Linked DNA regions of Mus musculus: regions 1, 3 and 4 are each linked to region 2. A link is a contact called in public Hi-C, Micro-C and promoter capture Hi-C data. All regions are on one chromosome and are shown on one strand. Each heading gives the region's core, a stretch centred on a gene start, on an enhancer-like site or on the middle of the called end of the contact. The rest is flanking DNA. Distances are from core to core; before and after follow the strand shown.

Region 1 (5,107 bases), core at 2,181-4,680, 220 kb before region 2:
GCTATAGGGCATTTTCTCAATTAGTGATCAAGGGGGGAAGGCCCCTTGTGGGTGGGACCATCTCTGGGCTGGTAGTCTTGGTTCTATAAGAGAGCAGGCTGAGCAAGCCAGGAGAAGCAAGCCAGTAAAGAACATCCCTCCATGGCTTCTGCATCAGCTCCTGCTCCCTGACCTGCTTGAGTTCCAGTTCTAACTTCTTTCAGTGATGAACAGCAATGTGGAAATGAAAGCTGAATAAACCCTTTCCTCCCCATTTTGCTTCTTGGTCATGATGTTTGTGCAGGAATAGAAACCCTGACTAAGACAATACTATAAACCCTAAAAGTTGTAAACCAAACACATGTGTTTCCATTAAGCCATCGTAGAACAATAAGTACTCAACCCCAAGTCACATAACTATAATCCCAGCCTTTGAAAACCGGGATCAGGAATTCAAGGCTAGCCTCATCTATATGTAAGATTAAAGCCTGTTTGGGCTGCATGAGACTTTGTTTCAAAAAAAAAAAAAAAAAAGCAAACAGGCAAAAACAAACACAAGACAAGACAGATGTAAAATGAAGGAGGGGTAGATGGGTCAAGTAGAAAATAGCATAGGAAACGAGTCAAGTATAGAAGAGGTGGTAGTAACCAGATCATGCAGAAGGACTCAAGGCCATCTCCTCACAGTGGCTTAGGTAGGCCTTCCTCTGCTCTTGAGCAGGGGCAGAGTTGCCGCTTTAAGGAGGGGATCAGTCACCTTTAAGAACTGAAAAGCTGAACAGTCTTCTCAAGTCAGAAGCCAGTGGCTTCATCTTACACCTCTCTTCCTTCCCTTGCTACTCATATTGGATCTGATGATTTGCCCAACTTGGAAGAAACATCTCTTCTGAAGGGTTTCACAGACACCCCATCTTTCCGAGAAAGGACCGCATAGGCTGGCCATCCCTGTGCTTACAAAAGGAATAATTAAGAAACTTAATTCCATAAGCAAATACAACCTTTCCAAGCCCCAAGTGGATGATTTTATCTTACTGTTTTTTTATATCTCATCAAATAACTTCCAAGGGCTCAAAAATCCAAAGATGTAAAAAAGGAACTGAGCTCTGTTTGCCAAGCCATGAGGATTAAATAATGACATTCAAAGAGATTTTTGTGCCCTAAGTACTTTTTATTGGTTTTCATAGATGGTTTAATGTGCAAGATGAAGCAAACAGAGATGGGAGTGGTATCAGCATGGATTAAGGTGGCAGTTGTGAGGGAGGGGTACTGAGAGAACAGGACAAGGTAACCTATCTAAGGAGAGGCCAAGTTGGCAAGTGCCAGGGACTTCTAAGCCCAGAACTAGTACACATTCCTTAGGTGCTGTTTGGGAAGTCAGGGAGTCACCAGCCTTGGGATCTATAAAAGTGCATGGTGGCATTCACTCACATACTTCCTGAGCTGTTCGATGTTGATGAAGTCGTGGGTATGAGACTGTTGTGTCAGTGACAAACTATGTAAATGAGAATGATTGTTTCCATCTTGACCACTAAGACGTAAACCGGTTCCAGTGATCTCCAAACATGGCAAGCTACAGCAGAGCAGCAGCCCCATCCAGAGCCTTGCCCTGGTTCTGAATGGGGGAGAATCCAGTGGGAGTCGGTTGCTGCCAGCATGTTGGGGTAGAAGGCTGGAGCATGACAGGTCCCCGAGGATTTCCTGCTTCCTATATGGGTAGGGATACTTGAGGTCCTCTCTTCTACCTCCTTCCCTGCAGGGTTTATAACCTCTACCACTGTCTGTCTCTGGGATAGCTCCTAGGGTGCAGCCCCTCCCCAAAAAGGCCTCTCCCTGGCCTCATGTCTCTAAGAACAGCTTTCTAAAGCAGGCCTGTTACACAAAGGCTCCCTTTTCCTGGCTTCATCGTTGCTGGTAGACAACTTCCACTCGTTTTCCACTTCAGTTTCTTCTACTCTGTTGTTATTTGATTCTGATGCTTGAACCCAGGGTTGTGTAGTCAGCAAGTGCTACCCCCTCCCTCCTCTTCTTTGTTTTTTTGAGGCAGGGTCTCATTTTGCCCAAGTGGACCTAAATTTCAGCATGTAGCTGGCCTGGTTTTGAATGCCTTCTCATCCTGCCTCTACTTCCCAAGAGTAGCTTACAAGTGTGCACCACCATGCCCCGCGATATTCTTATTTTTGAGACTGTTTTCTATGCTGGTTTCTTTGGGGAACTACACTAAGGTAGCTTACAAGTGTGCACCACCATGCCCCGCGATATTCTTATTTTTGAGACTGTTTTCTATGCTGGTTTCTTTGGGGAACTACACTAAGGTAGCTTCATTGTTGGCATAAATTTCTCAGTTCAGGCCCATATCTCCTAAGTAGCAGAACTAAGCAAATCTCAAACAAACCCCTCAAAAAGACTGATGTCCACTAAACGGACTTCTAAAATAGCTCCTGTAATCCTGAGCATTTACAAGGCGGCAGACCTCCTATAAGGGAGTAAATATGAAAACGCGCCTGTTCAAATGCTAGGTCGGTGGATAGAAGCAATTTCCTCAGAAAGCTGAAGGCACCAAAGGTTATATTTGTTAGCATTTCAGTGTTTGCCAAACTCAGCTACAGTAGAGATCACAGATTCCCTATTTCCCAGAGATTCAAAATTCAGCAGCCCCTCTCTAACTATGGCTCAGAGTCGTGTCATTACATATGCCCCAACAACAACCCCCACCCCTATCCTACCCCCGCCTCACACGTGCAAGTACTATCACAGTTGCCAACCTAGCAGAGCTGCCATCCTAAGGTCGAGGTCGCCGCTTTGGCTGTGTGCACAGGCAAGCGCCCTCACCCAATGGCCCTGGCCTTGCTATGGGTGCGTGAGTTGAGATGATGCTCTGGACTCTGAGGTGAAGGCCACTGGAACAGTGAAAAAAGCTAACGCAGGGCTTTTACCTAGTCCCCTTCCTTTGGTGGTGGGTGTTTACGGAACATATTTGGGATCTGAGTGTATGGTCGCACCACAATAAAGCCTTAACCTATATAGTAGAATTTCAGCTGTAATCATTAAGAACTGAGATTGCCACCACCCACCTCACTGTCTGTGTCAACCACAGCAGGCTGGAGCAGTCAGCTCAGGAACAGGCAAAACCTTAGGTCCCTCCGCCTACCTAACCTTCAATACATCAAGGATAGGCTTCTTTGCTTGCCCAAACCTCGCCCCAGTCTAGACCACCTGGGGATTCCCAGCTCAGGGCGAAAAGGAAGCCCGAGAAGCATTCTGTAGAGGGAAATCCTGCATGAGTGCGCCCCCTTTCGTTACTCCAACACATCCAGCAACCACTGAACTTGGCCGGGGAACACACCTGGTCCTCATGCACCAGCATTGTGACCATCAACGGAAAAGTACTATTGCTGCGACCCCGCCCCTTCCGCTACAACGCTTGGTCCGCCTGAATCCCGCCCCTTCCTCCGTTCCCAGCCTCATCTTTTTCGTCGTGGACTCTCAGTGGCCTGGGTCCTGGCTGTTTTCTAAGCACACCCTTGCATCTTGGTTCCCGCACGTGGGAGGCCCATCCCGGCCTTGAGCACAATGACCCGCGCTCCTCGTTGCCCCGCGGTGCGCTCTCTGCTGCGCAGCCGATACCGGGAGGTGTGGCCGCTGGCAACCTTTGTGCGGCGCCTGGGGCCCGAGGGCAGGCGGCTTGTGCAACCCGGGGACCCGAAGATCTACCGCACTTTGGTTGCCCAATGCCTAGTGTGCATGCACTGGGGCTCACAGCCTCCACCTGCCGACCTTTCCTTCCACCAGGTGGGCCTCCAGGCGGGATCCCCATGGGTCAGGGGCGGAAAGCCGGGAGGACGTGGGATAGTGCGTCTAGCTCATGTGTCAAGACCCTCTTCTCCTTACCAGGTGTCATCCCTGAAAGAGCTGGTGGCCAGGGTTGTGCAGAGACTCTGCGAGCGCAACGAGAGAAACGTGCTGGCTTTTGGCTTTGAGCTGCTTAACGAGGCCAGAGGCGGGCCTCCCATGGCCTTCACTAGTAGCGTGCGTAGCTACTTGCCCAACACTGTTATTGAGACCCTGCGTGTCAGTGGTGCATGGATGCTACTGTTGAGCCGAGTGGGCGACGACCTGCTGGTCTACCTGCTGGCACACTGTGCTCTTTATCTTCTGGTGCCCCCCAGCTGTGCCTACCAGGTGTGTGGGTCTCCCCTGTACCAAATTTGTGCCACCACGGATATCTGGCCCTCTGTGTCCGCTAGTTACAGGCCCACCCGACCCGTGGGCAGGAATTTCACTAACCTTAGGTTCTTACAACAGATCAAGAGCAGTAGTCGCCAGGAAGCACCGAAACCCCTGGCCTTGCCATCTCGAGGTACAAAGAGGCATCTGAGTCTCACCAGTACAAGTGTGCCTTCAGCTAAGAAGGCCAGATGCTATCCTGTCCCGAGAGTGGAGGAGGGACCCCACAGGCAGGTGCTACCAACCCCATCAGGCAAATCATGGGTGCCAAGTCCTGCTCGGTCCCCCGAGGTGCCTACTGCAGAGAAAGATTTGTCTTCTAAAGGAAAGGTGTCTGACCTGAGTCTCTCTGGGTCGGTGTGCTGTAAACACAAGCCCAGCTCCACATCTCTGCTGTCACCACCCCGCCAAAATGCCTTTCAGCTCAGGCCATTTATTGAGACCAGACATTTCCTTTACTCCAGGGGAGATGGCCAAGAGCGTCTAAACCCCTCATTCCTACTCAGCAACCTCCAGCCTAACTTGACTGGGGCCAGGAGACTGGTGGAGATCATCTTTCTGGGCTCAAGGCCTAGGACATCAGGACCACTCTGCAGGACACACCGTCTATCGCGTCGATACTGGCAGATGCGGCCCCTGTTCCAACAGCTGCTGGTGAACCATGCAGAGTGCCAATATGTCAGACTCCTCAGGTCACATTGCAGGTTTCGAACAGCAAACCAACAGGTGACAGATGCCTTGAACACCAGCCCACCGCACCTCATGGATTTGCTCCGCCTGCACAGCAGTCCCTGGCAGGTATATGGTTTTCTTCGGGCCTGTCTCTGCAAGGTGGTGTCTGCTAGTCTCTGGGGTACCAGGCACAATGAGCGCCGCTTCTTTAAGAACTTAAAGAAGTTCATCT
Region 2 (5,126 bases), core at 720-3,219:
TCTCAAGTGAGGAGTCCAAGGACTGAGCTCAGACTTGTTGCTAGGGAGAAAAACCCTAGGCTTGACAGCTAAGGGGAAGGGCCAGTCTAAATGCTCTCCCATGGCATGAACAGGTTCCCAGAGACCAGCTCCAATAACGTGCATCTGAGAGCCAAGCTGTGTAGAAGCATCAACTGGCCACCAAAAATTCCTCAGCAAATGTAAGTGGTAGCAAAATGGACCTGGGTGGGCAGCACTGGATGTCTGGTCTGGCCTCCTCTACTAGAGATGGACATCATGTAACTGTTTGAATCTCCACACTGGACCCACAATACCTCAGCATACCCGCTTTTACAGCTACAGTAGATCCGCTCAGAAAGCACACATCCAAACTCTAGTACATATTATTTTAAGCCTCCGTAGCTCCAGGTCTCAGGTCAGGGCCACACCAAGTATTCATGAACACCCAGAAGTTTCTATTCACCCACCAGAAGGTCCTTTCAGAAAGAACACTGATGCCAGCCCACTTGCCGACTTCACAGAGCTCCCAGCCAGTGAGGGAGTCTATCTGTAGTGGGAGCCAGTAGTGGGGAGCCAGTTCTAGGTGACCAAGTGTATTGTTCTTGTCCTTTCAAACTCTGCTCTCCCCAACACCAATAGCCCAATGTCTACTTCTTCTTGCTGGCAGATATGTGGGTGTTTCACCCACACTCCATCACATCTCATCCCTGGGGCCCTGGCCCTGGGCAGTTCTCTGCTCTTAAACACAGCACATGGATCATCTTCTCTCAGACACAGGGTAGCTCTTATGGTTTGGGGACACCGTTTTTTCCACTGCCCATTTGTCCAGGGATGCTCCCTGCAGGCCTGTATTAAGCTCTCCAAAAGATGGGAGGCAAGGGTAGCCTTAACCTCTGGACAACTTCATTGTGCAAGCAATCAGCCCTATAACATCCATCAACAGATGGAGAAGGTCCTCCAACTCAAGCCTGGAATTCTGAGATCATGGCCCCCCTAGTTGAGTCCCATCTCTGCCTTAGAATCCCTTCACCAGTTCCTCCTGCCTGAGGGGTGGAGTCACCAGTCCAGCCTAGCGCTTGGAGGTTCCAGTACCACCCAGCCCCCTCTGGGATACTATGCCAGATGCTGGAGAGGGTTAGGCTATCCTGGCCAGCCATATGAGTCTTCTGCGTCTCCCGACTGTAAAGAGGCAAGACTCAGGTTCTGCAAGGCCCTTAGTTGCGCGACCCAGCCCACCTTCCCGTAACCTACCTGCTTGTCCCGTGAGCGATGTTCCACACCGCTGCCCGCGCGCCGGTCCGTTTCTTCCGCTCCCCTGCGACCGCTCCCGTACGCAGGCACCACGAAGCTGTCCCCTGCGGCCCGCCCGCAGACGCGCGGGAAACAAGGCACCCACGGAGAAGGAAGGAGACCGTGAGCTTCGTGGAGTGCGCTTCTGCCCAGCCTGCCTTGCAGCGCCCACCCGGTACCCAGAGCCCCGAGGCCACGCGCTCCCGGAGACCCAAGGCGTGTCCCAATCGAGGGCGCGAGGCAAGGCGCGCCCCAAGCTTGGAGCTCTGCGCATCCGGCCCCGGGGCCGCCTCGCTCCCTGACCGCACCCGGGCTCACCTTCGGGACTCTCTCTCCTCTTGCAGGCTGCTGCGGCTGCGGCACGGTCGGAGGACACAGGGAAGACGGAAGGGACAGTGAGTGGCGGCGCCCACCCGCCCCCCTCTCTCCCGCCCCCCGGCCCGCTCCTCACCGTGCTTGGACTGAAATTTCCCCATGTCTCCGCTGGGCCTGGACCCACCCTCCGGCCGAGCTCTCAGGTGTGCGTCCGAGGTTCGAGCCCGGGGTGCGTGAATCCCGAGCTGAGAGCAACTCGTGGAGCCTGGATCCGGGGCCGGGCAGTCTGGCGAGGCTTGGCCCGGCAACCGGAGACACCGGCGCGGGCAGCGGCCGGCCTCCCTCTGAGCGCGCGCGCCCGCGACGGGGCTTTAACAGGGGTTCTCGCAGCGCCCCCCGCGGCCGCGGACCGTAGCGCAGTGGACCTTAGCGTCTCCTTTACCCTAAGACTTTACTAGACAGGCGGTTTGGAACCTGCTCTGAGCAACGACTCGCACAGGGCATCCCTGAGGGCAGACAGAGCTTACCTGCGTGGACTCCAGGTTTCTGGCTCTCTGCGGTTTCTTTTGTGGGGACACCCTCCACCCCTCACCAATCTTTTTCTTGAGATTCCCAAATTCAAGAGTCGGTATTAGGAATCCTCCTTTGAAAGAGAGAACCCTGGAAGAGAGTTACCTACGTCTTAGACAACCTTCTTGATACCTTTGGCTGTGAGAGGAGTTAGGCACATGCTTGTCGTGAAGGGGCTGGGGGTGAGTGGGGTGCGGAGGTAGAAGGCCATGGGAAGGTACCTGGAAGAGAGGGAGAGCAGGTAGGACTAAAGTGAGTCCTGGCCCGCTGGAGCAGACCTTCCTCCCTTTCCCTCATTGATGAAAGACCAACGCTGCCCATCAGTGTGGACAGGCCCTGCATCCTTCCCTTTGCCTTTGGTTGGGGCAGGGTCCTTGCTGGGCTGTGGTTAGTCCATCTGGCTCCTCTTTGGCTGGCCAACCTCTGAAAACCCTCTCAGTATCTCATCCTACAGCTTCTCCCTTAGAAGAGATCACCCACCCTTGTTTCAGAGAAATCTCACTCCCCCTTCTTTCTTGGGCTCCAGCTTATTCTGGGGATACCTCTCTGTTTGGTTCTCCACTTTGCCCATAGAGCTCTGTAACACACAGATCAAGAATGAATGTGTAGTTTTCTTTCCCAGCCTTCTTGAGATATGGTTCATATACCCTACAACTCTCCCACTCAAGAGTCACCACTACCTAGTAGCCTGTCTCTGTTCAGAGATGTGTTCACATAGTCTGCTCTAGAACATTCAACTCCTAGAGTGACTTAATTTTAGCACATACTTTCTGCAAAGAACCACAGCCCCCCCCCCCCGCCTCTTCATGGTCTGTATTCCAGGCTGGCCTTGAACTCCATGTATAGCTAAGATGACCTTGAACTTCTGAAGTCCTTTGGAATTGTTGATATTAAGGATTCATGACTGCCCCCCCCAAAAAAGTGCAGAATGGCTTACCTTGAACAGGACCATCTCACAGCCATGGGCATGACACAGGTAGAATGGACTCATGTAATTATGAGGACTCCTTACCCACCAGGCCATTCACCTAGCCTCATCCCTCCTTTGTGTCAGGGTTTCACCCACAACCAGCAACTGAGAAAGAAGGAATGGGATACCAGGAGAGGATTCAATGATTAGGATCCACAACTATGTTTGGGGGAGTGTTTGTAAATATAGCTATCATTATCACTGAGGCCATAAATGAGGAAGGTTCCCACAAGGACAGGCTTCACTGTGTTCCACTGCCTACCACAGTCTAGGCTCAGCTTTGGGCAAACCAGGTGAGGCTGGCTTGCTCTATATGTCCTCTGCTTCATCCTGTTTAGGTGTAGAGAGTGCGACTTCCTAGTTGATGAAGACAGACTTGGATGGAAATTTCCAGAAATGTCCATTCTTCCCACCCTCCCCACTCCCAGAGCCACTGCTTAGTAAGGTAGGTACATTATTGGCCTGAGAAGACAAGGCCCAGTGTAACTGTCAAACTGGGCAAAAGTAGCCTCAGGCTGGGACTTGAGGCCCAGGAGGTGACCTAGGGTGAGAGTGAGTTTCCATTCACTGATCCTGTGTCCAGGCTTATCTCTGTCCCTTGAATTCTACACCCCCTGCAGTTCTATGCTTCTGTGGTCTCTCTGAGCTTCGAACCAAGGATTTTGACATCAACAAAGAACACAAAGACTATGTGTGACTTGCGTGGCTTCCTGGGGAGAAATAAAGAGACATCTTTTTGCCCCAGACAAAGAGCACAGATAGACCAAAGACACAGATCTATCCAAGTGCAGCTTGTTGATCAATTACTGTATTAGGGTTATTCACAGGAACATACAGAGTGCATAGGCAGCTGTACCACCAAGAAGTCCAACCCTGGCTTTGCTTCTTACATAATATCAGAAAGAGGAAGAGCTTGGGTGGGTGGGTGGGGCTCCCTGAAGGTTTCTCTCCCTCCATGATGTAAAATTAATATAAAATCATGAAGGTCCAGAGAAGGTGTCTGCAGCTTCTCGGCTTCAAGATAGCCATGGTCATTTCCAACCAAGAGGAAATTGCTATAGGTGTGAAAGCCACATCCCAGTGTCAAGGCAGAATCCATTTAGACGATGACTTCATCTCAAGTCCAGTGGAGCAGACACCTGCTTTACATGCAGCTAGCCTGACATGTCCTCTCTGGGCCCGGCTCTGGTTCAGCTCTTTCTCCTGTACTCAAGCTTCTTCTATGCCTGTTCCTGCCTCCCATTTCCCACTCTCATCTTTTGGAATAGCCCGAGCTTGGGGCTCTCTGGCTGGAGCAGTCAAATGTCCTCCCCCCACCCCCCAGCTGTTCAGGGTGAGATGATTGAACACAATTGGGCTGGCCATATGAGGACTTACCTCTGCCCAGTATCCAACATCCTGTGTTCTTGGTCTAACATCTTGGGTCCAGCATCCCACACCTAGTATCCTGCCTTACTCAGGCCTGAGGCTCTGGGAAGAGTTCACCAGTTGATAAAAATCAACTCTCAGAACTTTCAAAGAGCAAGGCTGTGCTACAGCCACACCTGTCTCATTAAGCTGTGGGCTTGAAGCTGTTCAAAGCACTTTGTCATTATCTGTCAGAGGTGGGTAGGGCAGTGCCCTTATCTCTAAGATGAAGAGACGCTGCCTGGCGTCCATCTCTGCATCCAAGCATCAGCTACTCACACCTGCCCATGTTGGTGTCCCATGCTGTGCCACTCACTTCCAACAGCAAAAACTCAACAGCTCCAGTAGCAATATGTTCTCTGCTCTTTGAGGCTGGACCCCAGTCTAAAAGAGGCATAGTTATGGGGGCTCTCCATGAAGGGTCCTCCACTTTTCCACTTCTGCTTGTGGTGGTGATCTTTTGTTGGGTCTGTTTCAGGCAGGGGAAGAAGGACCCTTGCTTTCATGTATTCTTCAGAAAGAAGCTCTCTCTCTCTCTCTCTTTCTCTCTCTCTCTCTCTCTCTCTCTCTCTCT
Region 3 (5,383 bases), core at 1,501-4,000, 160 kb after region 2:
GGCTCTCTGCCACATCCTGTTGTTGTTGTTGTTTTTTTAAAAAAGATTATTTATTTATTTATTATTTATTTTTATTATATTATTTATTATTTATTTATTATTATATTATATGTTATATTATTTTATTATATATTATATATGTTATATTATATTTTATATTATTATTATTATATTATATGTACATAATATATATATATTATTATATTATATGTACGCTGTAGCTGTCTTCAGACACCCCAGAAGAGGGCATCAAATCTCATTACAGATGGTTGTGAGCCACCATGTAGTTGCTGGGATTTGAACTCAGGAACTTCGGAAGAGCAGTCAGTGCTCTTAACCTCTGAGCCATCTCTCCAGCCCCACAACCTGTTCTTATCTGGAACTCAGCATAGCTCCCACTCCACACACCCCCACCCCCGCACCATTGTTCTCAGATTTTGAAGGTTGCTAATGATCATTCATTCTTTCCCTCTCTGGACTCCATGCTGTCCATAGATAGGACACTTCTTGGCTAGGCTACTGCTCTAGACTGCATATTTCACCTAATCCTCTGTCACAAAAAAAGACGGGACCTCACCTTGGTCTGCAGCATTCAAATCTCCTGGAGCCTAAACCTGTATATGGTGGTCTGCCTAGGTTATGTGCTCTGATACTGCAGGGGTCATGTGGACACAGACTCCTGGATATAGGATCCACTGGGATAATCTAAGACAAGCTCCCATCTGAAAGTAGCAACAATAATTTCAAATGCAGACACCCTCATGGACTTTTTGTGGTCCTGGATCTCCAAACAGGAAAAGAAGCCTTTTCCCCCCCGAACTATGTCCCCAGACCAAGACCCTGTTTACATGTAAGGTCATATTTTGAGGTTCCAAATGTAGTGAATTTGGAGGGCCACCATCACCCCAGCAGAGGTGTTTTGCTGGGTCACTATGAGGGATGCTCACCAGAGGCACATCCATTGGATTTGGTGCAGGTCTCCTATACAGATTGTCGCAGGTAAGAGCCTTGAAACTTCAGCAGCTGTCATGCTGCAGGAGGGTCAGGTCAGAAGCCATGATCCGAACCCGTCAAGCTGACATCTTGGACTATGGTTGTTAACAGCCGGGCCTCTAGAACTTTATTATATTGATACAAGTCTTCCTGTATTTAATCCCCAGAACCCACATTAGGCATCCCACAATTACCTGTAATTCCAGCTCTAAGAAATCTAACTTACCCATCTGGTTTCCGAGGGCACCCAGCATGCAAATGGCGCACATACTTTCAAACAGGCATATGCACACACAATAAATAAAAATAAAATTTAACGATAAAGTCACCATTTCGAAACATGCTAATAGAAACATAAACATGTATTTCAGCTTTCAGAACTTCATTTACATTGTTGATTTTCAGAGAATGGGAGGTTTCTTAGTTAGGGTTTTACTGCTGTGAACAGACACCATGACCAAGGCAAATCTTATAAAGGACACATTTAATTGGGGTTGGTTTACAGGTTCTGAGGTTCAGTCCATTATCATCAAGGTGGGAGCATGGCAGCATCCAGGCAGGCATGGTGCAAGAGGAGCTGAGAGTTCTACATCTTCATCTGAAGGCTGCTACTCACTTCCAGGCAGCTAGGGTGAGGGTCTTAAGTCCATGCCCACAGTGACACACCTACTCCAACCAGGTCACACCTACTCCAACAAGGCCACACCTCCAAATAGTGCCACTTCTTGGGCCAAGCATATACAAACCATCACAGCAGGACTTGGGGCTTTGTGGGACATAAGGCAAGTGGCCAAGCCAAGACCCTATAAAAAAGGAGAGAGTCTGGGTCTGGTTCTCCATTCCTTATAGTCCCACAGTCCTGAACTCACATGGCTTCCATGGTGAGTGGGAATTCTCGGGAGAGCAAGAATTAGAAGTAACTTTTTAGTCATTTTTGAGTAGCCGAAGAAAGCAGAGAGTCCGGGGGATCTGAGGGTCAGAGACTACCATGGGGAGGGGTAATTTGCTCCAAGTGCTCAGGTGGGCCCCATTTCTGAAGTTTCAAAACAAGGTTTCCTCAAGCATGAGTTAATTTGTCAGACACTCAGAAAATTCCCCAACACACACTCACTCACACACACACACACACACACACACACACACACACACACACTTACTCAGTGGGTGACTTGGTTAGAGTCTGAGACAGAACCTGGAGGACTGAAGAGTCTATTGAACCAAATCTTCCAGCCCCATTGCCTCCTTGCTAACCCCATAATCTTCTTCAGAGCCACCAGTGCGACCCTGACCTCACCACAGAGTCAGCGGGGTGGAGATCCCGTGGCAAGCGTCCCTAGAAGGAAGGAAAATCAGCAGAGACTCTAAGGATCCTTTTCGTGCAGGTAACCCGAGTGGCCAGCATCTCACCACGCACATCAAGCTCTCCAGGCAGGTAGGGATCAGCAACGGGTTGTGCGCAGTGTAGTCTGCGACTGCGCCACCAGCCTCAGCTTCCCTACTTGCGACTGGCCGCACGCCCGGGGCCCCAGGGCCAGGTGTGCCCTAGTCGCTCTTCCCCAACCTCAGCCCGGTTCCCACGCTCCACAGCTCCACAGCGACCGCACCCTGGGTCGAGCGGCGTCCATAGGCTGGCTGTGCCTGTGGCAGCCTTGTAAGGCAGTGGCTGCCTCGGGTGTCAGTGCGCTGCGCTCCTGCTGGGAGGGGCCTTAGTGCGCGCCTAGGCGGAGCGGGAGGAGGAGGGGCATGTGGGCGGTGCCGGAGGGCGGGGCCCGGCGGACAGCTCTGAGAGCTCGGCGCCCCTGGGCGCGCGTCTAGTCGCTGAGGCGCAGCAGTGGACGCGTTTTGGAGGTAAGCTTGCGCTGGGCGCTGTCCGTGGTCCGAGGCGCGGTTCTGGGGCCAAGGCTCGGGACCCCTCCGGTCCGTGAGGCTGGCCACCTGTCACTCTCTGCAGTGGCTAGATCAGGTCTAGTTGCTGAAGCAACTAGTTCCTTTGAGATCTCAGAGCAGTGGTGTCAAGAATGGGTATGCGTTTACACTGAGCCAGGCGCATTGCGTCGGCACTTGATACGGTGGACAGAAAACACCCCACGGCTCCCCACCAGACCAAGGTGCCAGGCCTCGTGCCAGCGACCCGGGTCGCTGCTCGTGGAACCTGGTGGAAAACGGGGTAAAGAGAAGCCACCGCCCGGAGCTGTGCATACCGGAGCTGGAGCTGCCGGGGGTTCATGGGTCCAGAATCCTGAGCGCGCGTTGCGTCCTGCAGGTGACAGCGCCAGTTCTCTATGTCACCCTCCTTTCGAGCCTGCATCTCTCATTCGAGATGGCGAGGGTTTTGTCAGGGTCGCATGTTGAATGCCCACGTTTGCGCGAAGGAGAGGGAGGACTCGACCCTTGCTCGGCGGTTTCGGTTATGTAAACGAGGCCTTGAACTAGGTGAGGAAGACGAGTAGTACCCTTTGTGGCGCAGCTTTGGACAGGCTGTGTCCTGGTGATTGGTCCTGTGCGTGTCCTGGGGCGAATGGAGGCGTTCGGCCCAGAGCCCACTTGCGTATCTGGGCTCCCTTGGCCGTGTAGGTGGCTTTCTTAGGCGGCGCGAGCTCTCCACGACTGGAGCAATGTTGTGTGTGTTTGGGGGAGCGGGGGAGAGTTGGGTGGGGGGCGCGAAACCCTGCTTGTCTTTAGCTGGATTCTCTGGCGGCCGGCTGCTGTTTCTGCTCGCGTGCCAGCCCCTCTCCCGTCACGTGACCCTGAAGGACTGGCGAGGGGGAGGGGCACAATCTGAGCGTCTCTAAAGGACTCCTCTATTCAGAAAAGCTCCTGATTACCACCGGGACTCGCCATTAGAAAAGGTGCCCTATTCAAGTGGCGTATTTGAATAGACAGCTTTGAGAATCCCTGTCTTAACCGATGGTGAAGTGAGGGCGACCTGCGCAGCTGCACGTTTTCCTCTTGGTGCTCCTTGGGTCCGCCTTCTCCATTTCTTGAGGTTGTGGTACATGGCTATTTTAACTATCATCTAAGGTTTTGGAAATTTTTATAAGCATTAGAAAATTCCGTTTAAGAACACTGAAACCAGACATGAGGGGTGGAGGCTTGGGAGAAGTCTGCAGAATGGGGCCCTGCAGACAGCTCTGCTGAGCTTCAGGGAGGATGAGACCCAGCTTCCTCAGCAGGGCCTGCTGTCCTATTTATAGTGCACGACTGAAGGAGGAGCCTGTAGGAGGTGTGATTTCAGTTTTGCCAGGGAAGGGAACCTTACAGCCTTGTCCATCCCATCTCCCTCGCCCAGGAAGGCTGTGTGCCCAGAGACCCCCCATGCAGGAGAATGGAGCTTACCACTTCCTCCTGAAAGGAAGAGTTGGAGCTGCTCAGCCACAGCCAGGGTTCAGACATGGCTTCCAGTCCCTAACACCCTCATGGGGGCTCCTAGTGCCGATTCAACCTGGAAAGACCAGTTTCTTCATAGAGAAGGGTCACAGTGTTGCTACCTCAGCATTCTCTATTTATGGCCAGGACTTTTCCTGTCCACAGCATCTCCCTACCTATACCACCTCCCAATCAAAATAGCCCCACCCATGACAGTTCCACATATGACCCGCAGGAGTCTCTTTATGGCATCCTTCACCAATGGCATCACTCTGAGCATTTCCCACCTACGGTAGCTCCTCGAAGACCTACAGCATCCACCCATAGTACCCTCAGATCTGTTCTCTATCTTACCTCTGCAGCCCTTGGAAAGCCTTTCCGTAGTGTCTTTGTCCAAGGCAGGAATAGAATGGAGCAGCCCTGCTGGGGTCCCAGAGGGTGTGGTTTCTGTGAACTGAAGCCTGCACTTGTGTGCCCCACAAATGGTTTACTGTTATCAGGGAAAACTCCATGGACAGAATGACTTTTCCTGATGAAGAATGAGACCTCTTTGGACCCAAGGTCTCCGTAACGGTACAATGATGTAACTTAGCTTTAAGTCATGGTTTGATGTCTAAATGCCCAAATGTAAGGGTTTCTTTGGTCTCTTTCAGGCAAGTATGAGGGGGGTTGGTTCATGAAGTAGCTCAGGCTCCTTCGCCACCTACCAGGCTTTAGTGAGCTCTGCCAGATGGCTGGCCCCTGAAGATCCCTCCCATAGCGACCCTGCTTCAGTACTGTAATTTCCGTTTCCTCCTGGCAACCATCCCCACTGCCCTCTGTCCTGTGGTGGAAAGTGTGGGCTGGAAGAGTCCTGACAATTTCACCTCATGAACATCATCCTTGAACACTGGCTTAGCTCTTGCCTGTAGTTTTGACCTTTACACATGTGAAATCACACAGCTGCTATTCTATTAGACTATCTTCTTTGACCAGTCTTGGTCTGAGCAGACTCATCCATGGCTCTAGTGTTCTACCTTTCTGT
Region 4 (5,194 bases), core at 396-2,895, 180 kb after region 2:
TCCCAGTGTTCAAGATAATCAAGATCTAACCAAGGAATGAGACCCAGAGACTTGTGTCTATGAGGAAGCTTCTAGAAGGGATGGTTGGAAAGTAGGAAGAAGTGACCTTTCCAGAGGTCAGTCAACTTCTCCAGCTTCTTCTGAAGGAGGCTACCTTCCAGCTTTTGTGTGCCTATATATGTGCACTGCACCCCCATGTAGAACGTATGGTTCTACAGCCTCCTGGTGGGTGGTCCTATGAGGTCACGGGTCTTTTGGATGACGAGGGCCACAGAGGACTGAGTACTCCAGCTCCACGTGTCCTTCCTGTCGTGGGAAGCGCTGGACCCCTATGAATGAATCATGCGAAGCGAATGCTTGTTCCCAGAATGCAGAACTTCAGATGCTCAGACATTTCATTCCTGACTCCAGGACATGGTCATTGTTCACTGTAAACTCTGGGCTGCCTGAGAACTTTGGACTGTCCCTGTCTTGTAAGTCAAGGTCCTGGAGAGCAAGTATATGCAGCCCAAGCCTAGAGAAGGCTCAAGGCTCTGACAGTCTAGGCAGACAGACAATCAGTGCTAGGCTTGCTGACACTGTGGGGCTGATGTCTAGCTGGGCGGCTGGGGTCAGGTGAGGATTCTGTACGTAGAGACCCAGAAACTCCTTTCGCCTACACACCTAGACCCTTGAGACCCTAGAGGCTGCCATCCCCCCATCTCTGTCTTTGAACTCTCATTCCTGCTGAGTCTGGGCTCCATTGGGTTCCTTATGAATGATGTTCCTCTTGGAACTCTTCTGTTCTGGAGGAGGAGCCTCACTCCAGAGGCATTTGTGAACAGAGGATTCAGAGTCCTGTTGTCCTCTAGTGTAGAGGGACAGTATTCTGAGTACCAGGGTGGTGAGGGAATGCTAAAAAGGATCAGCAGAAAGGGCTGGGGAACTCTGGGATTGATATTTCCGGGAAAAATGGGGCTGTAGTGGTGCTAGTTGTACTATGAGGTCTGGGCATTTGTGATCCCATGAGGGGCAGCAATTGCCTCCTATAGGAGTTTGGAGCCTGGGAGGAAATTGCTTAGGTATCTCCAGGAAGTTGCTGACTCTGACAGGACTTGAGAGGGGAAAAAAAAAAGTTCAACTATTTCTGTTTTGGGGCAGGTTGCCATGGCTCTGCAGGCGTGGCGCCAGCTGGGGTATCTGCAGCCTTTGTTTAGGTCCCTGTCACTATGGCAACGCTTGTTTGTTTTGATGTTACTATGTGTTAAATTTTAAACAAATTTCTTGAAGCTCTATACCAAGTTTTATTGTAGACTACTGTTAACCTAGCAAAAGGCTCCATCCTGCAAAAGGCTCAGCATGGCCAGTCTCCACACAGTTAATGGAGACCTGGCATTGAAGCAAGGCCAGCTTGGTGCAGCTTGGGGAACACCTGCCAGCCCTAGGCATTGTATCTATCTGTGACTGTCTGCAGGGGATCTTTGTTCCTGAGTGTCTGTGTGTGTACCCTTGATTGCTTGTGGAAGAAGAGATACAGAGGCCTTGGGGTTGGGCTGGGCTTACCTACTGCCTCCTTATTTTAACCACCATACTACCAGGTAAGGAGGCCCTAGACCTTTGGCCTTCCTGGGCCTGGACTGGGTGCTGGGTAACCTCCAGAGTAAACACACAGATTCCTGCCAACACTGTGCAGAGTCAGAAAGTAACTTGGCTGGGGTGTCAGGGCCGGGTGTCCATTATGTCTGAATACAGGTCAGAAGGAAGCCAGGCCAGTCCCTACATGTAAGAAAGCAGGGTCTAGATCTGTCTAGACTGGGGATTTGTCAGCCACTGCTCAGTCTATGAGCTGTTTAGTGTTCCTTACATGCCACAGCTAGTTATAAAGGCCTGATGGGATGTTTCAGATGTCTGTATGCTGCCAAGGAGGCTCAGTAGAGAAGCCGCCTGGGCTAAGTAATCCATTACTCCTAGGAACAGGCCTCAGGTCTGGAGTCCTGGCCAGAGTTTTGGGTACCTGTGGTGAGGATGTGTTTCTGTGTGTACTACTTGTACAAATATCTCAGAGAATCCAGATGCCAAGGATCCTGGACATGTGAGGACCTTTGGAGGCAGCCTCTGTTCCTGGCTGTGGTGCCCACTCAGTTCCACTCATCTGTGGCACACATGTCACTGGAGCTCCTCCATCAGGCTCTGCTTCCTGGATCTCAGACAAGGCTAACAGTCCCATGCTCCAGGGAAGAGTGCCTGACCCTGCAGGCTTTGAGTGGAGCAAGATCCAGCATGCCTCTTACTCTTCAGGCGCCCCAGTACCTGAAGCCTTGCTGCTATTCTTACTTCTGCATGGCCCTCTAGTGGCTGTATATGGCAGTATAGTGACTCCTCAGTCGCCTGCTGGGAAACTTAGGGTTTTGACCTCTGTTGGGGGAAAGGCAGGACATGTGGAACTTTTTTTGCCTGATAGTCACTGAGCTAGTTGCCTCCGTGACTTTCTGCATAAGGCTTCGTATGTTCTGCTGAGTCTGCAGTGATAGGCCGTTTGGGTGAGAAGCATATTCTGTTCCTTAGCTCTTCCATCTTGCTTGGGAAGCTGGCTGGCCAGTGCACGAAGGACATGTAAGAGAATGATCTTCCCCAAACATCTATAACTTGTCTGAGCAACCAGAGGCATATCCATCCTCATGGCTTACCCCTACTTAATCCAGGTCAGAACCATGAGGAGGTAGGGGTGGGCAGATGTGCTCACTTTGGGTCACCGGGTGAATGTTTATCCCACAGCCTCAGGTCCCTTGGAAGAAAACAAAACGACAAGTAGAAAGGGGCTTTAAGGATTTGTTCTCAACAGAGGGAAGTAGCAATGCTGCAGGTCACAGATGCCTCCTCTAGGCAAGCTGGTGACTGCCAGTAAAGAGACATAATGTGGAATGTACCCAGAGTAGGGTCATAGTTTACTGAGGTTAGCAGAGTAGGGTTGCTGCTTGGCCTCTGATTTCCTGAGATGGGCAGTCCTTGTGGCTAACTGGCATCCAGGCCCTTCTAGGCAGAGAGCACATCACTTGCTCCCAAGGAGTTTAAGTCCAGTGACCTGCTGAGGGTACAGAGAACTGACAGGTCTAGACTTGCAGCAGCAGCAGCAGCAGCAGCAGCGTTGTCTCCTGCACAGAGCCTAGGTGTGGATCCTGAGAAGATAGTGGGCATGGGAGAGTCCTGAGGAAAGAACAAGCGACTGGTCTCTGAAGAAAATGACCATACTTCTACACCTCCCTTGAATACATATAAAGCGTCAGACAGTGGTAGCAACAGACAACTTGAGGCCCATGGCAGCTGAGGCTGCTTTGTGGTCCAGCAGGCTCAGGTCGGATCCACCGCATGGATAGGGAGGGTATAGTTCTCCACTCCACAGAAGCACCTACTCTGCCTGCAGAGTATCTTGTTGACAAGGTTGCTCTGTGGTGGTGACTTCAGAAGCCACAGCCATCTGTAAATCCCAGACAGCCTTGTCTTTTCCTATGTGCCTCACTCCTTCACCTCTTAAAAGTTTTCTAATTACACAAGCCTTGACAGGGACCCCTTCACAAAGTGCTGAATTAGGGGCTCTGTGAAAGCCCAAAGCCGAGGTGAGCAGTGGTAATGTTTGTGGTATTGGCCAAAGGGGATTAGTCCTCAGAGGGCTCTACTGCTGAGCCAGGTCCTAGAGTCCCCAAGAGACTGAGAAGGTGCCACTGCAGATATGGGAACAGGGCCTGGGATGCAATCCCAGGCCCCAGGAGTACACGTGAGCAGATACCCACTTGTAAGCCAGCTTTGGGCAGCCTGAGAACCAAAGGTAGGGAAGTGTCCTAGGAAGATCCCTTAGTCTTGAGAGCTCTAGATATGGGGTCTGTTGGAGAACCCTGCCGAGGTTTTTACATCTCTGAGGAAAAAGTGGGCATTGTCTTCTCAGAGCTATGTGGTGATTCTGCTTCAAGAAGTGCCTGGCTCTCCTGGGGTTCTTTCTGTGAACTGGGGCACCAAGACAGGACTCCATCTCCCCCAACAAAACAGTTAGACTTGTAAGGACACAGGCCAGAAAGGGATTCTTGGTACCAGTGGAGCAGGCATCCAACTCTATCTGAATGTGGCCTGTGATGGGAGAGCCCCTTCAGTTACCCCATCCCCCAATGACTCATACTGGTGGTGCCTGGTGCCGAGGCTGCCCAGAAATGGCCTTGTGCCCCAGCAGCAGGTTGCCAGGCTGGCCATTAGGCCTGGCATCCTCATGTCAGCCTAGGAAGGGTTGGGAGTAGGAGACAAGAGTGCCATTGACTTCTCACGACAAACAGAGCAGCCCTGAGGGGCCTTAGATCAACACTGCCCCCCACCCCCCAAGGTCCTAGGAGAGAGGGGAAAAGCTGTCAGCTCCAGGCACCACTGAACTATGAAGCCAAGCTGCTCCAATACCCTAGACCGCCCAATATCTCAAGGGTAGCTGGCAAGTACTGGGGCTAAGAGCATTGAAGGACTAGAACCCACCTTCTAAGACACAAGACATATACTGAGGCTCCTTACCCGTGTTAGAGGCCATTATGCAAGCTTCTATGCTATATCCTTGATCCAAGTGTAATGGCTCAGTGACTCCCCCAATCTCCTAAGTAGGGGTGGCCCCCAGCACGGGGCCCTATACGTTTCTCCAAGAACATTTGGCTCAGCTCTCCTGGTGTTTAGTCAAAATGCCCTATATATTCAGACACATGTATAAAGTATGAGACTCCTCCAGGCACCAGTAAAATTTCAGGGTGTGTGGGGACAGTAGTATTTTCATGTCTGGTTCCTTAGCACAGTCACTAAGGGTCCACTCCCTTACTGTGTTGCCACTGCTGTGTCCTCGCAAGGCTACCCAGGGAATGCTTATCTGACCCCTGCTAAAGGATATTTGGGTGATCTCCAAGTTAGAATGACTGAATAAAATCTGTACATTATTCATAAATGGGTTTAACACAAGCTTCAAACTGCATTTCTCTGGAAGCAGCCTGGCTTCCAGGGAGGCTGGCTCATGGTACATCCTCCTCAGCCTGCAGCAGTCAGCTTCCTGATCACTTCTGCTTTCCCAGGGGCGACTTCCTGTGTGTGTTGTTCCCCACCAATGGGTTTTCCTTGGTGAGGAGTCTGATCCAAATACTTGGCCCATTTGAAAATGTCTTTTCTTTGTGTATTTTAGATACAAGCCTCTTTTCAGGTT

The links. Promoter capture Hi-C pulls out the DNA fragments that hold promoters and counts their contacts. A called contact is a pair of places that touch in the nucleus more often than the background predicts.
Region 1: a promoter capture Hi-C map of pre-B cells shows a contact between it and region 2, with 3 times the contacts expected there. The contact joins the promoter of Tert here to the promoter of Nkd2 in region 2. A contact is called at or near these places in 16 of 39 promoter capture datasets (the 3T3-L1 cell line, 3T3-L1-derived adipocytes, the C10 cell line and 9 more), 1 of 115 datasets of contacts at active chromatin or transcription factors (embryonic stem cells) and 3 of 9 other capture datasets (adipose tissue, liver and pancreatic islet).
Region 3: a contact with region 2 is called in a Hi-C map of uterus, with 1.8 times the contacts expected there. The contact joins the promoter of Tppp here to the promoter of Nkd2 in region 2. A contact is called at or near these places in 7 of 39 promoter capture datasets (the 3T3-L1 cell line, cranial neural crest, embryonic stem cells and 3 more), 4 of 484 Hi-C or Micro-C datasets (embryonic stem cells and uterus), 1 of 115 datasets of contacts at active chromatin or transcription factors (embryonic stem cells) and 1 of 9 other capture datasets (liver).
Region 4: a contact with region 2 is called in a Micro-C map of embryonic stem cells, with 1.8 times the contacts expected there. The contact joins the enhancer-like site here to the promoter of Nkd2 in region 2. A contact is called at or near these places in 2 of 39 promoter capture datasets (both in embryonic stem cells), 9 of 484 Hi-C or Micro-C datasets (the G1E-ER4 cell line, the HL-1 cell line, Th1 cells and 3 more), 1 of 115 datasets of contacts at active chromatin or transcription factors (embryonic stem cells) and 2 of 9 other capture datasets (embryonic stem cells and liver).

The regions. Positions count from the first base shown.
Region 1 is chr13:73,623,481-73,628,587 of GRCm38.p6, forward strand. It overlaps Tert (telomerase reverse transcriptase), which reads left to right and starts at 3,431. Exons shown (of 16, transcript NM_009354.2): 1 at 3,431-3,768; 2 at 3,871-5,107. The coding sequence starts at 3,550. RefSeq lists a promoter at 1-3,520 and enhancers at 3,190-3,209, 3,350-3,370.
Region 2 is chr13:73,845,662-73,850,787 of GRCm38.p6, forward strand. It overlaps Nkd2 (naked cuticle 2), which reads right to left and starts at 1,970. Exons shown (of 10, transcript NM_028186.5): 1 at 1,742-1,970; 2 at 1,609-1,644; 3 at 1,252-1,355. The coding sequence starts at 1,766. Gm30303 (a long non-coding RNA gene) reads left to right here and starts at 1,947. Exons shown (of 3, transcript XR_382654.4): 1 at 1,947-2,147; 2 at 3,484-3,590.
Region 3 is chr13:74,006,669-74,012,051 of GRCm38.p6, forward strand. Tppp (tubulin polymerization promoting protein) reads left to right here and starts at 2,751. Exons shown (of 4, transcript NM_182839.2): 1 at 2,751-2,841. It overlaps Gm15912 (predicted gene 15912), which reads right to left and starts at 2,686. Exons shown (of 3, transcript NR_168519.1): 1 at 2,408-2,686; 2 at 2,151-2,326; 3 at 1,461-1,796.
Region 4 is chr13:74,024,161-74,029,354 of GRCm38.p6, forward strand. The region is part of intron 2 of Tppp (tubulin polymerization promoting protein); the gene reads left to right. Among named protein-coding and RNA genes, the nearest start is that of Tppp, 17 kb to the left of the region's middle. Within about 2 kb of position 1,646, at least 102 of the 459 cell types and tissues checked have an H3K27ac peak or open chromatin away from gene starts, as enhancers often do. A contact at or near this core is called in Th1 cells, cortical neurons, embryonic stem cells and 2 more, where this site is marked.